Regions from separate parts of the Zea mays genome. Here region 1 is linked to region 2. Evidence: chromatin contacts called from public Hi-C data. All regions are on one chromosome and are shown on one strand. The core of a region is the stretch at or near the end of the contact, and the rest is flanking DNA. Distances in the headings are between cores, read along the strand shown.

Region 1 (5,946 bases), core at 2,107-4,606, 280 kb before region 2:
CTGAAAGCTCTTTAACCTGGAACATATTCAGACAGAGAAGCGAAGTGACCAAATGGTTTGGAGGACAGAGTGTGGTGAGAGGATCCAGTGGCGCCACATCAATACCTTGTACGAGCAGCTAAATGAACGATCCTGTGGCGCCAACCCAACCCAAGCATCCAAAGGTCACTGTCGCCGCCGGACAGGCGTCACTGTCGCTAAGCAAATCTCTCAACCCGACCGGTCAGTTGATGACTCCAAACCTCCCAGCTCTCGGCTTTGTTTATTGCTGCTGGTGCATGAGATGAGCACCACCGCCGTACCTAGAGGCTTAGAATAACAAACAGGTCTCGGTTTGATGGATGCGTGCCTGCCTACTGATGCTGCATTAGGTGATGGAGATAATGAGGAACAAAAGGATCAGTGACTTTGGTGAAAGAGAAAGAATACAAAAAACAACTCTTTTTTTTATTGCTGGGGTTGTTTAATCGAGGGGATAAAGATTCGCCGTGGACCAAAATTGTGAAAACTTAATCCATCAATAGTTCCGTGGACCAAAATTGTGAAAACTTAATCCATCAATAGTTCAACGCTGCTCTGTGAAAGCTTACTTGCTGCATTGAATATTGCACAAATAAATGGCAGCGCGACAAGCATGTTGGAGAATCTCTTGGGGGAAAAACTTTGGCTATTCTTGGACTTCGAAAGGTTGGATCTCAAGTTACTTGCCGTGCTAAAGGCTTGGGAATTTCTACTGGCTGCATTAATTCAACCATTCTAGGCTTATGAAAAGCTTAGGTTCGTGATCAATTCAGTAAGAAATGACTTTATTCTCCTTTGGATTGGGGATCTTGATCTGTTGGTTACTATAGTAGTAGCAGGTTTCCCATTTCATTTTTCCCTTTTCAAATTCCATTTATATCTGTATTATTTGCTCTGACATGCAGTCCTTTTCCTTAGATACGATATGGATCCATGGCAAAAGCCAATTCCAGAGTGCACTTCAATAGGGGCTGCAAATGACAAGCAAACACTTTAAAAAGATCTATGGGACATCAGTGCATTTCAAGCCATCATCCTGCATGGTGCAGACCTATAACCAAAGTATCAGATTTTTTATAGCATTTTTAAGGAAATAAGGAGCTGGACAGTATCCTACTGGTAACATGACAGTTTTAAAAACATATTGACATTTCATTTCAATAACCTCTTTAATACATATATATGCAGCTCACTCATTGCTGTTTAACAATTGTAGGAAACTCCCAATGATAAAGGTAAAGAGATCGAGCCTCCTCTTCATCGGTTAGAAAAACAGAAAACGAAATCAACTGTGCTCAACTGCTTTTGTTGTCTTCAGTATAAACAGAACATTGTAGTTACTTCTCTAAAATTAATAATGTCTGATAATTAAACCCAATATTCATTGAATAAACAATAGTAAAAACATATATTCAGATGCGATGAAGCCCCAAAAATAAGGTGAATGTCTTGGCTATCGTCTCCCTTCCGTCTCTTACTCTGTAGTACTCGCTTGGTTTGCCCAATGGATCAAGTTAAAATGTTAAAAAAATAAGCAAAAGTAGCAGCTCTCTGCCTGTGAACTCCAGTATCAACTGCCATCCACCTTGCCCGCAGTCTGCGGCTCGGCGCTGCACTCAACTACCACCTTCTCCCAAATTTTCACTATTTATTTTTCTAAATGTTATTTATATCTTCTTTTTTGTTCTTTAGTTTAGTTCATACAAGACTTCTCGGATTACCCTTCTTCTTTTTCTCTAGGCTTTAAATATATGTTGTGATTGGCGACCTTTTATTCCTTGGACGACAATATGGGTGGTGATTTTTCCAATGATGTCTTTCGCAGGTATGATCGCTTTGTCAATACAGCAGAGGTCCTTCGCAGGTATGATCGCTTTGTCAATATAGCAGAGGTCCTAGAGCGGGTCACAACTATAGTATCATATACAATATTGTTTATTGATGATGCCATCGCCTTGGTTTGAGATCTGTAAGCAGTTCTTCTATCCACAAACAAGTTGGTACTAGATGGCTTAAAGTATAGTTTGTATTTTATTAAAACTATTACATGAACATTTTGGCTCTGCTTCTATGTAGATTTCTCACACATGTTCAGGAAAAAATGTATAATGATAAAAAATCCAAATATGTGTCATTGATCATCTTTTAGTCTAGAAAGATTGTACCGTATGTCATGCCTGTTCTACCATATTGATTTTCTGCTTTAAGCACGCGATGCTTCTTCGACAGCCATAAATGTAAGTTATCTTGGTGAGTGTTCTCCGAATAAGACCATTCATTGGACTTCTAAACGTAACATGAAGGACCGATTGGAAAAAGAAGTCGCAACGGTGTAAACAACGCGCGCAGGCGCGCGTTATACACTAGTATAAATGCAGGGGCTTCAAAACTCAAAATGCAAACCTATCCCACGTGGATATACGTGGACACTCGTTCCCGTCGCTTCGCCCCGAAGACAATCTCGACACGTATCACAAACTTTGACTGATCATTAACGATGATGAACTATACTACTACAGTATTATTCCCTGAGCCCACGTGACCGGCTACGGGGGAGGGAAAAAAAATAAACTGTGCGAAATCATCTCCGAAATTCAGCGAACCGCGTACAGTGACGTAACTGGAAATTTCTGGATAAGAGCGGTCTCGGAATCGGACGAACCAAGACTCGCCACAAAATCGTCAGACGGTGGATGGCATACGTGCGTCGCGTTGAAACTTGAAAGTAAAGCTTGCAAGTACATGACAGCTACAGTGTTATTTTTTAGTCCATAGTTGCGAATTTGCGATGAACTTGACCTGATCACAAGCAAACGATGATATACAGTGGAATTTCCGCATGCCAAGGCATGTTGTTTTTGTTATCTTCTGTGTGTTTGCGTGTGACGACGTTTTATTACGGTGAGCGCGTTAAAAACAGTCTGCTATGACGCGCCGTGAGGATTGGTTGAGGCGAGAGATAGTAACAATTAAACAAAAACCTGCAGCGTCAAGACCTGTTTCAAATGCGGCAACTTTTTGTGCGCGTTTGACACGATTTCGTAAGTTGGCAAATTTGTTTTCACCGACTAAGCTCGTTCAGATAAAAACAGGTTATCTATATCTGTACTTGTATTTAAATTTCACACAATGTACAGTGCAGTATATAGTGTAGAACTGTGCAAAACAATATTTATGAGTAAACTTTTAGTAAACTCAATTTTAGTGAACTGCTGGAGTCGGCGAGGAGCAGCAGAGTTGACCCGATAATTACATAAATTTTCCTCGGCCTGTCGGGAAGCAGCATCTCTCGCCCATTCGCCTCTATAAAATGCCCCTCTTCTGCTGATCTTAACGGCTAATAGCAGTGCTCTGCTTCTCTTCCTTCTCCATCGACCTCTACATTAGTTGTAAGTCCACGGAGAGAGAGAGAGGCCTCTAGGGAGAAAAAAAAAGGTCCACGCAGAGAGAACAGAGAAAGGAAACAACAGCGACGGACCAAGAAATGCCGGGGCGACAAGGCATGGAGCCGGCCTCTGCTGCGGCGCGGGCGCCAAGGCCGCCGAGCTTCGCGTCGCAGACCAATGCCCTCCTGCGCAAAAACCTCATCTTCCAGGTCTGCTCCCCAATCGCTCTGGGCTATACATGTCCCTCACTCCCTTTTTTTTCCTTCTCTGGTGCTTTCGATTTAAGACTTTTACCTGCCAAATGGGCATGCGGTTTCGATCTTTCTTGTCTTGTCTGTTGACGAAGAGACTTCTATGGATCACAGTCATCACAGGATGTTCTTTTGGTCGTGTGCTGCAGGAAGTCATGGGTTGAAGTGACCACCTGCTATTCTATTTGTTCCCTTTTCAGAATTACATTCCCATCCTATTTGAATGAAGGGCCACATAGACATAGTTATTCCACGATTTTGACACTGGAGTAAGTATGCCCATAGTTTCAACTGTTCCAATTGTCCTTTTGGCAATCGGGAGGACGGGGATGAGGCCGAAACATATCTGTGGAGAATGAAAAAAACCAGCCGATTCCCCTGTCAATCCAGAGGGCTCTGATCTAATTCCTGCCTAACCAAACGTGTCCCAATACTGATGGGGACTTAGTTGCAAGTCAAAATGAAAAGAATTGATTGAGATCGCTGTCCACAAGGTACGAAACTTTGTTTCTGAACATCAAAAGACGCAGTGATGCCGCCTGGCCTGCGCTGGAGTTTCTACTGTACTGATGTTTTTTTTTTCTTTCGCTTTTCATCTTGTAAGCCTAAAACACGTACGCCGCCAAGCGATCCTTCCAGGTTATTAATGGCAAAGTGCCACGGCACTTGTTCTTCAATTACATCCTGGTTGCATGCATGGGTCAAACTAACAGGCTGCTGCTCCCCCTCCATTTCTTGTCGTTGCAGAAACGTAACAGGAAGGGAACCATTCGGCTAATCATAGTTCCCATATACCTCTGCCTCATAATCAGCGTCCTTCAAAGGGTCATCAACAGCTTCCTAGACAAGCCAAAGTTCAGGTGTGGTTGCAAGTGCATCGACGATGCCAACGGCAGCACAGCCCCCTGCCAGAACGTGTGTGGAATCCAGTACTCCACGCTGGATCAGGCGCCTAGTTGCCCCATTCCAAATCCTCCGAAATGGCCTGCCCTCGTGCAAGTACCCCTCCCGGAGTATCGCGCCGTGCAGGACTCCTCAGGCTTGTTTACAGGCTTCCCTGACGCATCATGCAGAAAGACACAATCTTGCCCTGCCAGTATACCCTTTGCTGGAGCAAATACAACTCTATCTAATAGTAAGCAATTCGTGCCATCTCTTATTGCCCAGATATGGTTAATGTTGGGTCCATAAGTAAGAAATGCATTCTTTTTTTAAAAAAAGATCTATGTTTTGCTTCAAGTAACAATGACGCAAGTGTTGTCTCTTAGTTATTAACCATGTTCCTCAAACAGTCAACTGCTCAACTTTGCCCCTTTGTTTGACAGGTATCATGCAGAACCTGCTCACAAGCTCACCACTCTTAAATCTTTCTGATTACACGAGCATATCAAGTCTTTTGCTTGTAAGTTGAAATCTCTGTGCTAGTACTTCTATCAACACTTTGCCAAGAATGAATGTAAAAAAATAATATAATTTCTAACATATAAATCCAGGGTACAGATGTTCCAGGATCTTCTACGGGATTCGTTGAACCTGCTTTTATCTCGGCTCGACCCATATATGTTCTTCAACCACAGTGCAAGTCCGGTGATTCAGTTACAATCCCAATTACCGTCGGTTCTGTTAATGCCCAGAAAGGTATTGTATTCTTTCCTTGACTCCTTGTCATCTACTCATCTAGTAGAATAGTGGCCCCCCCAAAAGATAAGTGGCCCAACCTCCTTGCCATGGGCCTTACTAATCGAGTGTGACGAATGATCTTACTTTCTACAAGGAAAAAAAAATTAAATATTACTTAAGAGTGCCAAAGGAGTTGAAGGGGCTGAATTCCCTCATTATCCTAGTTTCATGAGAAATCTAGAAGCATCAGCACTCTTGGGGGTGAATGCAGCATTTGGTGCATGGCGGGCACTTCAAAACTCATTGATCTTGTAGCTAGGTCGCTGACCCCCAGGGGTTTAGACACCAGCGTGGTCAGTTTTTTTTTTTGGTCATGCCTCTTATCTAGTTGTGGCGAGCTTATAATCTGTTTTTGGGTGCGTGTTTGAGTTTTCTTCCTCGAGTCCGTTTTTTCCCATACACGGTTCATTCTACTGTTTCTCTTACATAGTTCTCCTGCATAGTTTGAGAAGAAAATTCCTTATCCTGAGTCCTGGACGCTGCAATTTCCAGTATGGTCTTCTCATAATTATCATTTTTTTTCTGCATTCCAGAGTGTTTTTCATCCTCTTATTGTCACACTGACATGCTTCTTATCGTGTTGGGGGATATTGTTGAAAAAGCATTTC
Region 2 (5,818 bases), core at 1,911-4,410:
TAGGTCGTTATTAGCTTGCGATGCAACATGCTCATCTCGCTGCTAATTAATTACTCTGGCACGCCGCATACTACACACATATATTGATTGAATGATCGCGCACGTCGCATCACACAGCTGATCGATGATACACCGAAATACGATTCTTTGCCGGAAGCTAGCAGCACAGGCCTCACATGACATGATACGCCGCGGTCGTCGGCATCATATATACAGTTATAACGGCAGCAGCAGGTTAGTTTTGCGTTGCATTTGATTGAGTACACTGGTGGTTGAGATCGATAGGAGCCTCTTGTTCATTCAACACATATATAGTACTGCTCATATCATATAACAGATCGAATAAATCCTTGCGCTCAGATTCGCTTGTCATACTATATTATATATATGTTCGATCGACGACGGCGTTGCATCATTTTTTTTTTGTAAACGAGGGAGTTAATTAATTAACTATTTACTCAGTCTACAGACCGGGAAGAAGTATTATTAGTACCGGCCGTGAACCAGGTGCATGCAGTACCGAGTTTTCAACCGGTATCATTCAACCGATCGAGACTCAATGGGCTCACAGAGAATAAGGGCGTGTTTGGCAATGGCCGTACTCCATTTTAGAGCAGCTCTATACTCCAAAACTCTGATTGAAACAGCTTTGCTCTATGTTGTAGTTGTGTTTTTAGAGTTTATTGAACAGCAAAAGAGGTACTCTAAAAATTTTGTACCGTGGCTCTGAAGAGTCCATGTGGTTTATACCTCTGGAGTCAGGTTGTTTGACAAACTCTAGTCAGCTCCTTCTTAAAGTTTTGCTCTAGAGTTATGCTAAACACGCCCTAAATTAATGTCGTTTTTCCATGAACGGAATCAAAAACACGCATAAAATGGTATGAAGTTTTAATATTAAAAAAACTAGGGTGGTGCATACATTGTTCGTTTTGCAAGGCCAGGCTTATTTATGGTTTTGGGGTTATTATTATATTGCGTGGGTATTACTTACTTTCCTTCACTGCTTTTTTTTTCTTTTCTGCTAGCTGTTTGCTGCTTTTAATTTGCTCTAGGCCGCTTGTAAATCTAGCTAGCTACCTTGTGGCTTGCGACCTGCTTTATTACGGGAGCACCCTGGTACGTAGCCGCGCGCTGTCACGAGAGCGCGCGCATTCTCGTAACGACGTCTTGTAACTCTCATTTATTTCCTCTTTGATAAAAAAAAAGCTTTGCCAAGACAAGGCTTGTCCACACGGAGGGAAAAAAAAAGCTGCTGGCCGCCACCGTCAACGTCCTCCCGAATTTCACCCGGCCGAGATGCGTGCATATCCACAAAGTACATCCGCTTAATCTATTCCGTAATGGCCTCCATTCGCTACGCTTTCGGCCAAAACCCCTGCGCTTTCGCCTAGTTTAAGTTCCGGTCAAATCGTGCGTGATCCGCCCCCATTCACTTTTCTTATGGTTCCGCGCGATTCGTTCGTATCGTGGGGGGACGGAACATTTCCTGGTGCCCGGCCACTACCTAGTGCTCCCACTACGTACGTAACTGTTGACGCTTTTTCGGAGCGCCAAATATTCAAAAAGAACCGACGGTGGTGCTTTCTGGTCAGGCGTAGACGGTCCGCGACCTGTCGCAGGACTCGGGTCCTCTGCCTGACAACTGGACGGTCCGCGCGTGCGCAGGGGCGGCGGAAGTCGTCGGCGACGGCCTGGATCTCGCTCCCAGGAGGGACCCCGTCGGGGAGGAGAGATCCTAGGGGTTGTCTAGGTTCGGACCGGCCGACCTAGACTCCTCTAATCGGCGTAGAGTCGAAGAGAGGCGAAGAATTTGGAGATCGAGAGGCTAAACCTAAACTAGACTAGAACTACTCTTAGGATAAAATGTGAAATAGAAGTTGTATTTATTCGATTGATGATTCCAAATCGACCGTAGACCTCTCTTTTTATAGAGGAGGGGGGCTGAATCCTTTGCACGACTGGATTCCGAGCAAATTCCGTAAATCTAGCCAACAAATTTAGCACAAAACTCGGAACCCTAAACTGCTCTGCGCAGGCGCGGACTGTCCGGACCGCAGCTCAAAAAGGTGCTAAACAGTACCTTTACCGAAATGGCCCCTTGTGTCCAGGTTTGCCAATGCTGGTCAATCAAAAGCTGGAAAATCAGCAGCATCACGGATATCTCTCTCTTCAGACGTGACTTTGTGCCGCGGCTCTGCAGGGCTCATTCACACATGCATGCATTGCATATGGGGGGGGGGGGGGGGGGGGTGGTTGTTGGTGTTTGCGCGTAGTAGTAGTACTCTAGTACTAGTAGGTACTAGTAGTATTCTATTGCATGTGTGCATTGCATGAAATTGAAGTCAGCAAGCGGATGCTGCCGAGCACAAACGGAGGAAACCGCGCGCACACAACACAGTCAGCCACAAGGCAGCAGAACCGAAGCCGCGCCGTCGGCTGGGGGCTGACTGGTCGGCTCGGCTCCTGGGTGCGTCCCCTCCTGCGTCCTGCCGCACCAACGCCCGCCCACCCACCCACCCACCCACTCGACCGCCCGGCGGCCGACACCGAGACGAGACGCGCGCGGACGCCGCATCGGGTTCGCCTGTCGTCGAAAGGCGAGCAGGGGACAGCGCGCCGACATGCCAACTGCCTGCCCTGCTGCATCGGGTTCGCCTTCGCCCACTGCCACTGCCACTGCGACGCCTCCTGCGGCCCCGGATCCTGACGGGTGGGTCTCACGTGCCTCCGCCGCGCCACCTGTCGGCCGGATCGTCTTGTCCGTCGATTTTCAGACATTTTATGGAATCACTTTGCAGTTCATCGAACCAAACTTTTCCTACTAGTTAACACAAAACGAACTATTCTAATTTTTGCACTTCATTTCTGGATAGATATCAAGAGATATCTAATGATGTTGCACTGTCCTGACTGAGTAGATAATCTCTTGACTTGACGTATGTTAAAAAATATATATATTCTGCTATAGATGCTCTGAACAAATGGCCACCAGAAGAGCGGTGAAATTCCCGACCCCACAAGGTGCTGCTGCCGCCCAATGCACTTCTCCCACGCGCACGTACGCGGCACCACACCAGACGACGACGACGACCGCGCGCGCATCTTTATAGGCAAGCGGCCACCCCAAGCAGCCAAGCTCGTCTTCCATTCCAGTACACCGCACGCACGCACTCGCCTCCGACAGCGACCGCGCAACGTCCTTCTCCCGCGCCGCCCGGCCGGCCGGTCCCTGTTCCCTCTCCTCCCCTCGGAGCAGCAGGAGCAGGAGCAGCCGCGTTCGTCCTCTGCGCTGCGCGGCCCGCCGGCCTGACCAAGCAAAGCTTATCGGCCGGAGCCGGACGAACGAACGATGCAGCAGGACCTCAGAAACTCAGAGAGAAGAAACCCGGAACAGGCGCATCCAGTGATGTCGGCGAGCTCGACCAACTCCGCGGCTTCCCCGGCCGTGTCCGGCCTCGACTACGACGACACGGCGCTCACCCTCGCGCTCCCGGGCTCCTCCGCCGAGCCCGCCGCCGATCGCAAGCGCGCCCACGCCGACCACGACAAGCCGCCATCCCCAAAGTCTCCCTCTCCCTCTCCCTTCCCTTCTCTTTATTCCTCTCCGCGTGTGGACGACAACTGGACACACGACACGACGCCCACGGACCGCTTTTGCTGACCGACGTCACGTGCTGCAGGGCGCGGGCCGTGGGCTGGCCGCCGGTCCGCGCGTACCGGCGCAACGCGCTGCGCGACGAGGCCAGGCTCGTGAAGGTGGCCGTGGACGGCGCGCCGTACCTGCGGAAGGTGGACCTCGCGGCGCACGACGGGTACGCGGCCCTGCTCCGCGCGCTCCACGGCATGTTCGCCTCCTGCCTCGTTGCCGGAGCCGGAGCCGACGGGGCGGGGCGGATCGACACCGCCGCCGAGTACATGCCCACCTACGAGGACAAGGACGGCGACTGGATGCTCGTCGGAGACGTCCCCTTCAAGTAATTCACCGTACCCACCTACCTGACCTCGAGCTTGTTCCTGCTATAGTCTGCTCCCCATCCAGTCCAAATCGGTCCGTGGAATACCTGTTGCTCTGCCAAGTGTGCTGATCCCTCTCTCACACACACATGAACGCAGGATGTTCGTGGACTCGTGCAAGAGGATCCGCCTCATGAAGAGCTCCGAGGCCGTCAACCTATGTAAGACAAGACCCCAAATCCATGCATGTCCTAGCTACTACTACTACAAGACGCTACAAGATATCGTCGTATAAGTAAAGTACTAACATTTCTTCTTTGCGTTGCTTGATGCAGCTCCGAGGACATCATCCCGGCAGTGATTGTTGTTGGTGTGGACGCCATATGCCCTACGCGGCTTATCTCTCCGAATTAGTTCACAGAGTGTGTGCTGGAAGAGGCTTGGCTGCTCAGGTCCTCCATGCACACGTCATACACCGTACGTAGGGTGAGGGTTCAGTCTGTTGCTGTGTGTTCTGTACAGGCCACACCACACACGCCCCCATGGAAAACTTTTTCAGTTTCGAGTGCCCCTCCCTCTCGGCCGGACGGTTTGGTTTTTGGACGACGCCGGCGAGGAGGCGGCGCTAGCACACTAGTAGCTCCGTTTCCGTGTGTTCTTTCATACTTGGCTTTGGTTTCCGTTTCAGTCTTCGGCCCTCGGTCGTCTTGTCTCGACTCTCGAGGGATCCATGTATACACGAACATGGTACATGCTGTGTGCTGTTTCCATTGTATAAGGTCAAAGAATACAAGTACGATCTGTCTCTGTTCTTGTAGTTTCGGCGGCAGCCTGATCGTCTGGTCGTTTGGCTTTAATTTATACCGACTTCTATTGATTATAGAGTGTTTTGTCTCTATAGATTATAGCAGTCCGAACAGCTGGATTTAAGCTGAAACGAAGAGCCCTCCTGTCTATTTCCATTGTCTGGAAAATTCTGAGCTCCGACAGAATTTGGATTGCGATTGTTGTGGAAAATTAGGGGGGGAATGGTAGTGGCCTAGTGGGAACTGGGAAATTGTGTGCTTGGATTGCGGCAGTTCGGACAGTTGATCCACTGAAGAAAGTGGCGCGGAGACTGAAGCCGAATTGGAACGTTGAAAGGTCCAGCTCCAGCTGCCTAAATCTGCTGTTCACTTGCTCGTCCGGGAACTGGCCTTGCAGTTCACATAACTTGCACTCGATTTAGCCCTAAGATATATCGTCTTCAATGTTTTGTCTTATGGGTCCTTTTGGATCTATTCAGCTAACAGTTATAGCTCCCAAAAGTTAGATGAGATCCCTATTTCGATCATTAACTTTCAGCTGATTTTTCTTAGCTAATACAGACAGGGCCTATGAATAATTAAAACTCCCTGAAATGTTCAGAATTGTGTTGTCAGAAAGGCTATCTTAAGTCGAAGCTCAGATACTAGTACATGTTTTCTCTGAACTGAACATGCAGTTCAGATTTCCTCCAAGAGTCATTTCGATTTCAGCCAGTTGTTTAGCTCCGCCAGCTGCCCAGCTCCGATTTTTTATCCATCGTTTTAGCCTGTTTCCTGCAGGACCGATCTCCAGCGCAGTCTCGTTCCGATGGTAATGTCCACTACCAAAATATCGTCGTCTGTATACCGGCTGTTCCTGCAACGATGTCTTTCACTAGAAGCATGCCCTGGATGCAATAGGCGTGTCTTTTTTAAGGTCAAAAAAAGGCGTGTCTTTTTCCACGAGAATCGACACTGCTCACACGTACAAATAAAACAATCGTAGACTCGGTAAAGTTTTTTTTACCATATTAATCTGAAAAAAAAACTTACTGATGGATATTGCCATGTTGTATATG

The links. Hi-C and Micro-C count contacts between places; a contact is called where the count stands out from the background.
Region 1: a contact with region 2 is called in a Hi-C map of leaf, with 8 times the contacts expected there. The contact joins the promoter of LOC103629799 here to the promoter of LOC100272577 in region 2. A contact is called at or near these places in 2 of 25 Hi-C or Micro-C datasets (bundle sheath and leaf).

The regions. Positions count from the first base shown.
Region 1 is chr6:113,656,533-113,662,478 of Zm-B73-REFERENCE-NAM-5.0, reverse strand. It overlaps LOC103629799 (ABC transporter A family member 5), which reads left to right and starts at 3,356. Exons shown (of 18, transcript XM_008650909.3): 1 at 3,356-3,616; 2 at 4,406-4,793; 3 at 4,984-5,060; 4 at 5,152-5,296. The coding sequence starts at 3,506.
Region 2 is chr6:113,375,784-113,381,601 of Zm-B73-REFERENCE-NAM-5.0, reverse strand. LOC100272577 (IAA23-auxin-responsive Aux/IAA family member) reads left to right here and starts at 3,160. Exons shown (of 4, transcript NM_001147042.1): 1 at 3,160-3,564; 2 at 3,681-3,974; 3 at 4,114-4,175; 4 at 4,290-4,835. The coding sequence starts at 3,350. The coding sequence ends at 4,315.